Linked DNA regions of Sus scrofa: region 1 is linked to region 2. Evidence: chromatin contacts called from public Hi-C data. All regions are on one chromosome and are shown on one strand. The core of a region is the stretch at or near the end of the contact, and the rest is flanking DNA. Distances in the headings are between cores, read along the strand shown.

Region 1 (4,500 bases), core at 443-2,942, 390 kb before region 2:
ACAAGAAGGAGTTAATAGGAATAAACTTTAGGATTATACAAGAGAAGAGTGAGAATAAGCAAGGGCTGAGGCTCTCCTCCCTAAGCAATTCTAGTCAAAAAGCCCCAAATGCAAAATAACAGTAATTTACAATGGCTTTTTGAGATGCTGAGTATGTAAGGGTAATAGTAATAACAGGTAATATATGGAATATTTGCATGTGTCAGGCATTGCGCAGAATACTCTACATGCATTCTTACTAACTGCCCATAACTTACAAGATGGATACTATTATGCCTTTTAAAGACAAGAAAAGGGAAGCAAAGTTAAGTAACTTGCCCCACATCATTCACTGGGTGAGCAAAAGCCAGGATCAAATCATCACCATCTTAACTTCAAAGCCCAAAACACTCTCAGCTCTATCTAAACTTACTTTTGATCTAAGTGTTGTTTAAAGGAAAGCTATACTAGCATGACCTCTGATGACTTTAATTCCAGATATGTGGCGGTGTTAAATCCTGTTCTAGAAAAGAGCAATCACTGAGAGGCTGAGTGAGATGAGTTAAGGCCAAAAGAGGTGTAATTAGGGGAAGGAAAAGAAAGGGTAGGGACAGCCGCAAGAAGCTTGAGGGTGGAAGAGATCAAGAAGTCAAAACTGTAACTATGGGGATTCTCATCAAGGAGTATCACCTACATTGCGGAATGGCAGGTACCAGCAACAGACCAGGGGTGCAGCTTTTTTATACTAGTTCTTGGATGGGGCCATGAAACAAGCTGCGAAAATGAAATGAGCACAGGAAGGATGGGTGATGTTGAGAGATGCAAGGCTGGCATAAAGACCAATTAAAAGCAAAGGCTTTGGACTCAGTCTAGGTTCCAGTTCCACAGCACCTACTACAGGTGAGAGCCAAGGACAAGTTATCCTCTCAGAGGCTCGATGTTCTCATCTGCGAAACGGGAATAAGAACCATTACTTCAGGTCAAGTCAAATAATTAATGTAAAGCACACGATGGGTGGCTTGAAATGTAGGTGTCATTATTTACCGTTACTCTCGTTGGCGGCATGAATAAATAATTTTTATGAATAAAACTGTAACCATTACAGCAATCACTCTCCCTATGCTTAAGAAACACTGCATTTCCATCACTTTACCAAGAACAGTGTGGTCAGCAGAAGAGCGGCCTGAACTGTCGGGAGGCCTGGACTGTGGCACCCAGCAGACCACCTGTGGCCTCATGAGGGCCTAGGTAGCACCTCTCAGCAGCTCCCCTGACAGAGTCCCCTGTGAAGTCCCGCGCCGCAGGGACACGCAGCCCCGCGCATCTGCCGGACCACCCCATGCCTTGCTCTCCCGCGGGGCCCACCCCGCACCCCCCCCCCTCAGGACTCACCTTTTCATAGTTCTGCACGAGGCGGCTGATAACCTCACGCTCCACTTGCCACTCGGGCTTCTTCAGCTGCTTCCTCAACTGTTTCTTTTGACTCTGCCTGTAGCTGTGCTTCTTCTTCCAACGATTGAAGCTCCGCACCGGGTCGGGCCGGACTCCGAGGCCCCGGGAATCGGCAGTTTTGCCCATCGCGGTGGCGCGACAGCCCGGATCTCACCCAGACCCTTGGCAACCGAGGCGGACAGAGGCACCACTCCGAGGACGCGGAACCAGCGTGGGGAGAGAAGGCGAGGGCGCGTGCGCAAAACCAGGTGCCCGCCCTCGGGCCTTTGAAACCAGGCACGCGCCGTCCGCGGCGAGAAAGAAATGGGCGGTGATTGGCTACTGGGAATCTGCAGGGCGGAGCGGAGTCGTCTCGGGGAAACGGAGGCGGTGCAACCTGAGGAAGAGGGCGGGGCTGAGTGGCTCCAGGGGCACGCTGGTGCTTTAAATGGGCGCATGCGCGCTGATTGCTGTTACTATGGTGGCGTCACACAATTTCGCACTTAAACACACAGTCTGTGAATTACAATTGTAAGCCCGGTCTTGCATATTTTGTCCATGGAGCCGAATGATTTGCCCAAAAATCAAACAGGTAGGTAATAGCTTTAGGGTTTTTCCTTTTTTTTTTAGCCTGTCAGATTCTAGCTGCAGCAGCAGGGAACTAGAGCAGAATCAAATTAAATTTGCTTTAAAATGCTATTATGAAGACAAACTGATACATTAATAAAGGATTAAGAGAAAATTATTTGCAAATTGGCCATTTAAGTGAATTGTCTTTCCGTGAATTAGTTTTCCCGGTACATTTACCTAGGGCACAGATGTAGTCTAGATAGGGGTGGAGCAGAGTTGTAGCAAGGAAAAACAGAGATTAAGTTCAAGGTTCATATGCAGAGAGTTCGGGGCTGAAATTCCCTTTCCAACCCCACGTAGCCAGATAAATACCGGAACCACATGTCAAGTCTCTAAAGAGAATATGGAGTTGGGGGCGTGGCAGGGAGTCACTAGATGTAGTAGAGAGTAAACTTCAATAAGGGGAGGTTACATAAAAGTACATATAGGTCCACTAAAAGTTAAAAATAGAACTACCACAAGATCCAGCCATTCTACTTCTGGATAAACACACAAAAGAATTGAAAGCAGTGTCTGGAAGAAACCTGTACCTCCCATGTTCATAGCAACATTATTCACAACGGCCAAAATGTGGAAGCAGCACAAGTGTCCATCCACAACGATGGATAAGCAAATGTGGCATTTCCATACTATGGAATACTATTCAGCCTTAAGAAGGAAGGGAATTCTGGCAATGCTACGACCTAGATAAACCTTGAAGTTATGCTGAGTGAAATAAATCACAAAAAGACAAATACCTTGTGATACCACTTAAATGAGGTACCTAGAGTAGTCAGGTTTATAGAGATGGAAAGTAGAATGGTGGTTGCCAGGGGCTGGGGAGAGAGGAAATGGGGAATTGTTGTTTAGTGGTTTTGCTTATTATTATTATTATTAATATACTATTGCCACTAAAATTATTATTTGTACCAGATTTCAGTTTTCCAGATATCAATCTATGAACCCAAAGATACTCTCTTTTCTACTTGCCATAACATGTTAACCTCAAAACTGTAGGATTTAAAACTTCAGTCAGGGAGTCCCTGATGTGGTGCAGCAGAAATGAATTTGATTAGTATCCATGAGGATGCAGGTTCTATCCCTGGCCTCACTCAGTGGGTTAAAGGATCCAGCACTGAGCTGTGGTATAGGTCACAGACAAGGCTCAGATCCCTAGTTGCTGTGGCTGTGGGTAGGCTGGCAGCTGTAGCTCCAGTTGACCTTTGCCTAGGAACTTCCATATGCCACAGGTGTGGCCCTAAAAAGCAAAAAATAAATAAAACTTCACTCAGGTAACATTATTTTCTTTCACAGTCACAATTTTTGCACTGCCGTCAGAAGCTTTTTTGGCACTTACTTTGAATTCAGTCTTTAGGGAAAAATTGCTTTTGCTGTGGCAACATGCTCTCGTGATGGAGATCATGGTTACAAATCACAAAGATCTCTTCCCTTCACATGATTTTTCTTTCTGTTATGTATTTATAAGTAGATCTGATCATTTTCCAATTGTATCATTTGCTGAGCAAAATCTATGTTCATGTATAGAAATGGTGGATTTTAGAAATTCATAAGTCTAACAATAATTGTTATCTGTTCTACATGTGTTCTAGGGAGGTTATAACTAAAATAATTGAACTATACTTAGCATATCTTGCCTTATTCAAATTATTTCATTTAATGCACCTGCTATTATGTTAATTATTTGGTTTTATATTTTACCCTCTAGTCTCTATTACATAACACCATAGTTACATATATATACTTTTAAAATTACATATATACTTTTAGTATATATGTATATACTTTTAAAATATATATTTTAAGTTACATATATACTTTTAAAATTCAGCTTTAATTTCAAATAGTAGCACTTGGCTGATGTGCTTTTTCATTCTCTTTATCATTTCTAAGAACGTGTGATAAATGCCAGTCTTTGCACCCTTTGCATTCTAAACTTTTTTCATTCATTGACAGTTTTTAATAAAAACAGAAACCTTCAAGATACAATAAACAGAATCTAATATGTTTTCACTGTTTGAAAGAGTTTGTATTTTGTTTGTTTGTTTCCAAAACTTCTACCAATGTTGTTTTTTATTTTTTAATTTCAGATTTCTCGATTGTGATGTACTTCCAAGAAGAATGACCTATTCTTTAATATTCAAGTTACACAACCATGTACTTGAAGTGGGAAAAGAGACGTGATATAAACGTATATTTAATTTTTTCCTTCCAGTTTTTATTTAAATTCATCTGTCTTGGTTAACATGGAGGTAAGTAAATTCCCACCATCTCTGGGTTCTACAGTCTGATGAAAATACTATTTTTTTTGCAGTATTCCCTATGTTTTCTCCAAAAATATGTATTCAGTTAACTACTTTTCTCTATAATAGCTTCCTCTTTTTTGTTATCTGGATCTATTAATTTTTTAAATTGTGTTTCTGATATGTAGTAATAAATTATATGAGCTTTGTGTTTTATCTC
Region 2 (4,463 bases), core at 1,487-3,986:
ACTTATAAATCAATGCCTAATGCCAAATTGTGATATATGTCTCATAGGAAGAAAATATATAATATCAATGGATAGCAAAGTTCCCACTGTGACTTAGTGGTAATGAACCCAACCAGTATCCATGAGGATGTGGGTTCGATCTCTGGCATTGATCAGTGGGTTAATAATTCAGCATTGCCATGAACTGTGGAGTGGGTCACAGACACGACTTGGATGCCCCATTGCTGTGGCTGTGGTGTAGGCCAGCAGCTGCAGCTCTGATTCAACCCCTAGTCTGGGAACTTCCATATGCCACAGATGAGGCCCTGAAAAGACAAATGAAATAAAATACCAATGTAGAGGATCATTTTTTATAACCTATTAAGGAACACATATTACAGGGGGTTAAAAGATCTGAATAAACTGGTGCCAGGCACAGAAAGAGCGAGAGAACCAACATCTTAGAGGAGAAACACAGCCAGCGAGCTCTAAAATGGAAAACTGCAATGTTGGAGGAAATGAAAGACAACTAAAGGAACAAGACAGTAGTTAGCTAGAGTAAGACAGTAGTTAGCTAGAGTAAGAGTATCATCAGGTAAAATTGAATTCAATTAATACATTAATCCAATTAATACATCTAGGCTCCACTTCCAAGATGCAAGTGGTATAACACATATTTCCTAAGTAACACCCTCTGAATTGGCAAATCCATTGTTCCTTTTCAGATCTCAACCAAAATGATCCCTTTGCAGAATTTGACAATGATGCTTATACCATATCTTTCTGGATCTAATTCTGCCCTTAGCACGCCATCTTTTTTTGGGGAGCCGTGCCTGTGGCATGTGGAAGTTCCCAGGCCAGAGATCAAACCTAAGCCACAGTGGCAATACAGCCACTGCAGTGACAATGCCAGATCCTTAACCCGCTGCAGCACAAAAGACCACCATGCCATTTTTTTCTAATGCTAAGAGTGTGGGCTTTGTAGTCAGACTGCACTAGTTCATACCCTGGTCCTGCACTTACAAACTATGTAACTTGGGCAGTTAGCTAATCTCTCTCTCTTTTTTTTTTTTTTTTGTCTTTTTAGGGCCACATCCACGGCATATGGAGGTTCCCAGGCTAGGGGTCTAATAGGAGCTATTGCTGCCAGCCTAGGCCAGAGCCACAGCAATGCAGGATCCAAGCTGCATCTGCAACCTACACCACAGCCCACAGCAATGCTGGATCCTTAACTCACTGAGCAAGGCCAGGGATCAAATCCACAACTCCATGGTTCCTAGCCTGATTCATTTCCGCTGTGCCACGACAGGAACTCCAACTAGCTAATCTCTCTAAACCTCAGTTTTCTCAATGATAAAATGAAAAACCACATTAGAATTGAACTAGAACTTCAAAGTTACTTTAAAGATTGATGTACATGTTTAACACACTGCCTGGGACATAGCAAATGCTCAATAAATATCAGCAATTATCATTATTCCCTTCTTTTCTGTTTCGCATCTCTTTTAATGGTTCTTTTTCCACCCACACCTGAAAGAATATCCTTGTCTCCTTGCTTCTCAATTTTCTCCCAGTTAAGACCATATCCCAGTAAGAGCATATGTTCAACATGTTGAAAATGCCCAAATGTACTTCATTACATGCAGGACCTCTCTCTTCTCCTTTTTTTCCATTTTTTAAAGTTTTATGGAAGGACAGTTGATTCACATGTTGTGGTAACTTCTGCTGTACTGCAAAGTGATTCAGTTATACATGTACACACATCCATTCTCTTTCCATTTCTTTTCCAACATAGATTACCACAGAATATCGGGTAATGTTCTCTGTGAGGCTCTCCCTAGAGCTTCAGGAACCTTCCACACGTTATGCCTTCATATGCATTTACCCTTCTGTCTGTAAGGCTCCCACCTCCCTCCAGGGCAGTTTAACACTGAAATCTCACTGCAAACTGAAACTGATTCTCCCAGGCCGTTTCCACAGAACTTCATTCACTCCTCTTCCATCACAATGTTCTTCTATCACATTATCACTCTGAATTGTAACAGTCTTTTTACTTCTCTGTACCTGGTAAAAAACAGCAAACACTCTTGAGTGGTGACACAGGATAGGATGATGACGAGATAGATGGTACAGCGAGATCACACAGCCAGCTGACAGAACCCCAACTCCGGGAGTGTGATTCCAGAGCCCAAGCTCTTAACCACGAAACTTCAGTTTAAGCCTCAACGAATCACTCGTTGACTTAAACTACTAATTATGACAGGGGAGAAAAAGATGATTAGTTAAGCCATCTAGTTAATTTCTGGGCACAGAGGCAGGGGACGCACAGGAAGGTTCAAGGCTAAGTCCACCAGAGGCACGAAAAGAGAGCTGGAGAAAGCAATGAGTACCAGAGTCCCGTCAAGATGAGGTGGGGAGAGGAGTAAAGGGGCGCATATGGGGGCTGGGACAGAGCGGCCCGGAGGCATCTTAATTCCCCAACGCAGACGCCACTACACGGCTTACGCACCAAGACGGCTGGACTGGACAACCAAGTGGAATCCCTGGTGGCGGCGTAGCCGCAGACCAAATCCCCGCTCCACTCCCAGCAGCAGCCCGAGCCACCTGTCCACGCACTGATCCCGCTTCCGACCAAACTCAGCGTGGCCACGCAGCGTGCGTCCCGGGCGGAAGCGGTAGAGGTGCGGAGCGTTCGGGTACGGTCCGCCCACGCGCGCCGGACACCAAACACTCTCCCAAAACACCGGGCTCGGAAGGGAACGCGCCTGCGCACTGTCTGCCAATGGCATGCGACCCTGCAGCCACGCTCTCCCTGCGGCTTGGTCTCCAACGCTCGCGCCCCGCCTCCTCGCCCCCTTGACCCCACCCGCCAAACGTGAGCACGGAAATGACGTCAGTGCCAGGGAGAACGGAGGCGGGTTTCATTTCGGCGCCTTTCTTTCTCCCGCGGAAGCGATTGGCTGGCGTGGAGCAAAAGAGGCGGGACAAATTGCAGCGGGGTTCAGTGCCGCCACCGGGACCGGGAGATGCGGCGCAGGAGCCGTCGCTGTTGGCTTTTACCTGAGTCTCGTCTCTCACTGCGGGTACTCCTGCGGCTTGGATCATGCTGCTACCCTCGGACGTAGCCCGGCTGGTATTGGGTAAGCGTTGACGCGGTAGAGAGGGAGACCGGACCGGGCTGAGCTGGACGGAAGGACCCTCGGGGCCAAAGGTTTCCCCAGGGAGGGAAGCTCTGGGGCTTTGCCTCCCCGTCTCCGAGTTCAGGCTGGCGGTGGTTCTTCAGCCGGGGGCTCGGGCGGTTCGGGCTTTGTGTGTGGACACTCCTCTCCTTCGAGGTTGCGTGATGAGGAGAGGCTGAAGGAAGCCCGGAGTGGAACACCTGAAGCCGGGATTGGAGGGAAAGTCAGGCCTACACTTAATTAGGACCCTGCCGGGAAGCTGCTACGTGATGCACCGACGGCTTCACCTTGGCACACTGCACTTTGTCAGAATTGGGACCAAAGTAGGAAAGAGAGGGACTTCCCCCAGCCCCCTCCCCCCAGCTTTGTAGAAAGACATTCCTGACGCCCTTCTCGTAACTCGCCCTTAGAACTGCGAATTTGGGACGAATGGGTGATCTTCCTTCCTTATCCCGTCCCTCCGCAAGAAGTCGTCCAGTGTAGAGGTTTGAAACGCTAATTGCATACTTTCTGACGGCAGCAGCTCGGGTTCTTTTAATTAACAAGAATTTTCACAGGGGAAATGCCTTCCATTTGAACATTTCTAGTCCTAGTTAGTTTTTCCTCATTTTGAAAACAGTTTAGTTCCACGGCCAGTTGTCAGGGTACATTGTATGGGAAACGGGTTTTGTTATTTGTCGTCTGAAAGAATAGAGGATTGTACTGCTAGGAATGAAAGCCACATAAAGCTTAAAACTCGAGCCAGTGATTTACAGGCATCGTATGTAAATGGTAAACATCTGTAATGAAACTTCCCATGGAATCTACAGCCATTACTTTATTGTCACAAAATCCCATTTCTTGCTACTTTTTAAAGAACTCAGCCCTGCCCCTCCCCTCCAGTGGCTTTCGTGCACAGGTTTCTGATAAGTACATTTTACAGAAAACATTAGAGGGTAATCTGTTTTTGGAGAAAATAGTGACTTATACTAGTATTTTGTTAATGTTTGATTAATACTTTGCCGAGTTTATCAGAACTAAATATCAACAGTTAACTTCTATATCTTAGAGAAAAAGCCATTTCTCTTGTAATTATGTGCAAACAGATCCAAAGTAGACTTGCACAAATTCATAATAACATTGACATACTTTATTTTTCACTCTATACAAATTGTTTGCTTAAGGATTTTTTGAGTTTTGGGGGTTTGGTAATCCAGTTGAGTTTCAGTAACTATAGCCTTTAGGGTTTTTCACCCTTAGCACTATTGACATTTAAGGCCAAATAATTATTTATAATGGGGAGCTATCCTGTACATTGTGGAATGT

Evidence for each region. Hi-C and Micro-C count contacts between places; a contact is called where the count stands out from the background.
Region 1: a contact with region 2 is called in a Hi-C map of liver, with 2.6 times the contacts expected there. The contact joins the promoter of DDX10 here to the promoter of ATM in region 2. A contact is called at or near these places in 1 of 5 promoter capture datasets (liver), 7 of 47 Hi-C or Micro-C datasets (fetal heart ventricle, heart right ventricle, liver and 2 more) and 2 of 2 datasets of contacts at active chromatin or transcription factors (alveolar macrophages and skeletal muscle).

Annotation. Positions count from the first base shown.
Region 1 is chr9:37,003,763-37,008,262 of Sscrofa11.1, reverse strand. DDX10 (probable ATP-dependent RNA helicase DDX10) reads right to left here and starts at 1,692. Exons shown (of 18, transcript XM_021062753.1): 1 at 1,372-1,692. The coding sequence starts at 1,557. It overlaps LOC106504871 (a long non-coding RNA gene), which reads left to right and starts at 1,882. Exons shown (of 3, transcript XR_001298767.2): 1 at 1,882-2,002; 2 at 4,128-4,289.
Region 2 is chr9:36,618,931-36,623,393 of Sscrofa11.1, reverse strand. ATM (ATM serine/threonine kinase) reads right to left here and starts at 2,736. Exons shown (of 64, transcript NM_001123080.1): 1 at 2,489-2,736; 2 at 2,044-2,229. LOC100627195 (protein NPAT) reads left to right here and starts at 2,879. Exons shown (of 18, transcript XM_021062741.1): 1 at 2,879-3,119. The coding sequence starts at 3,083.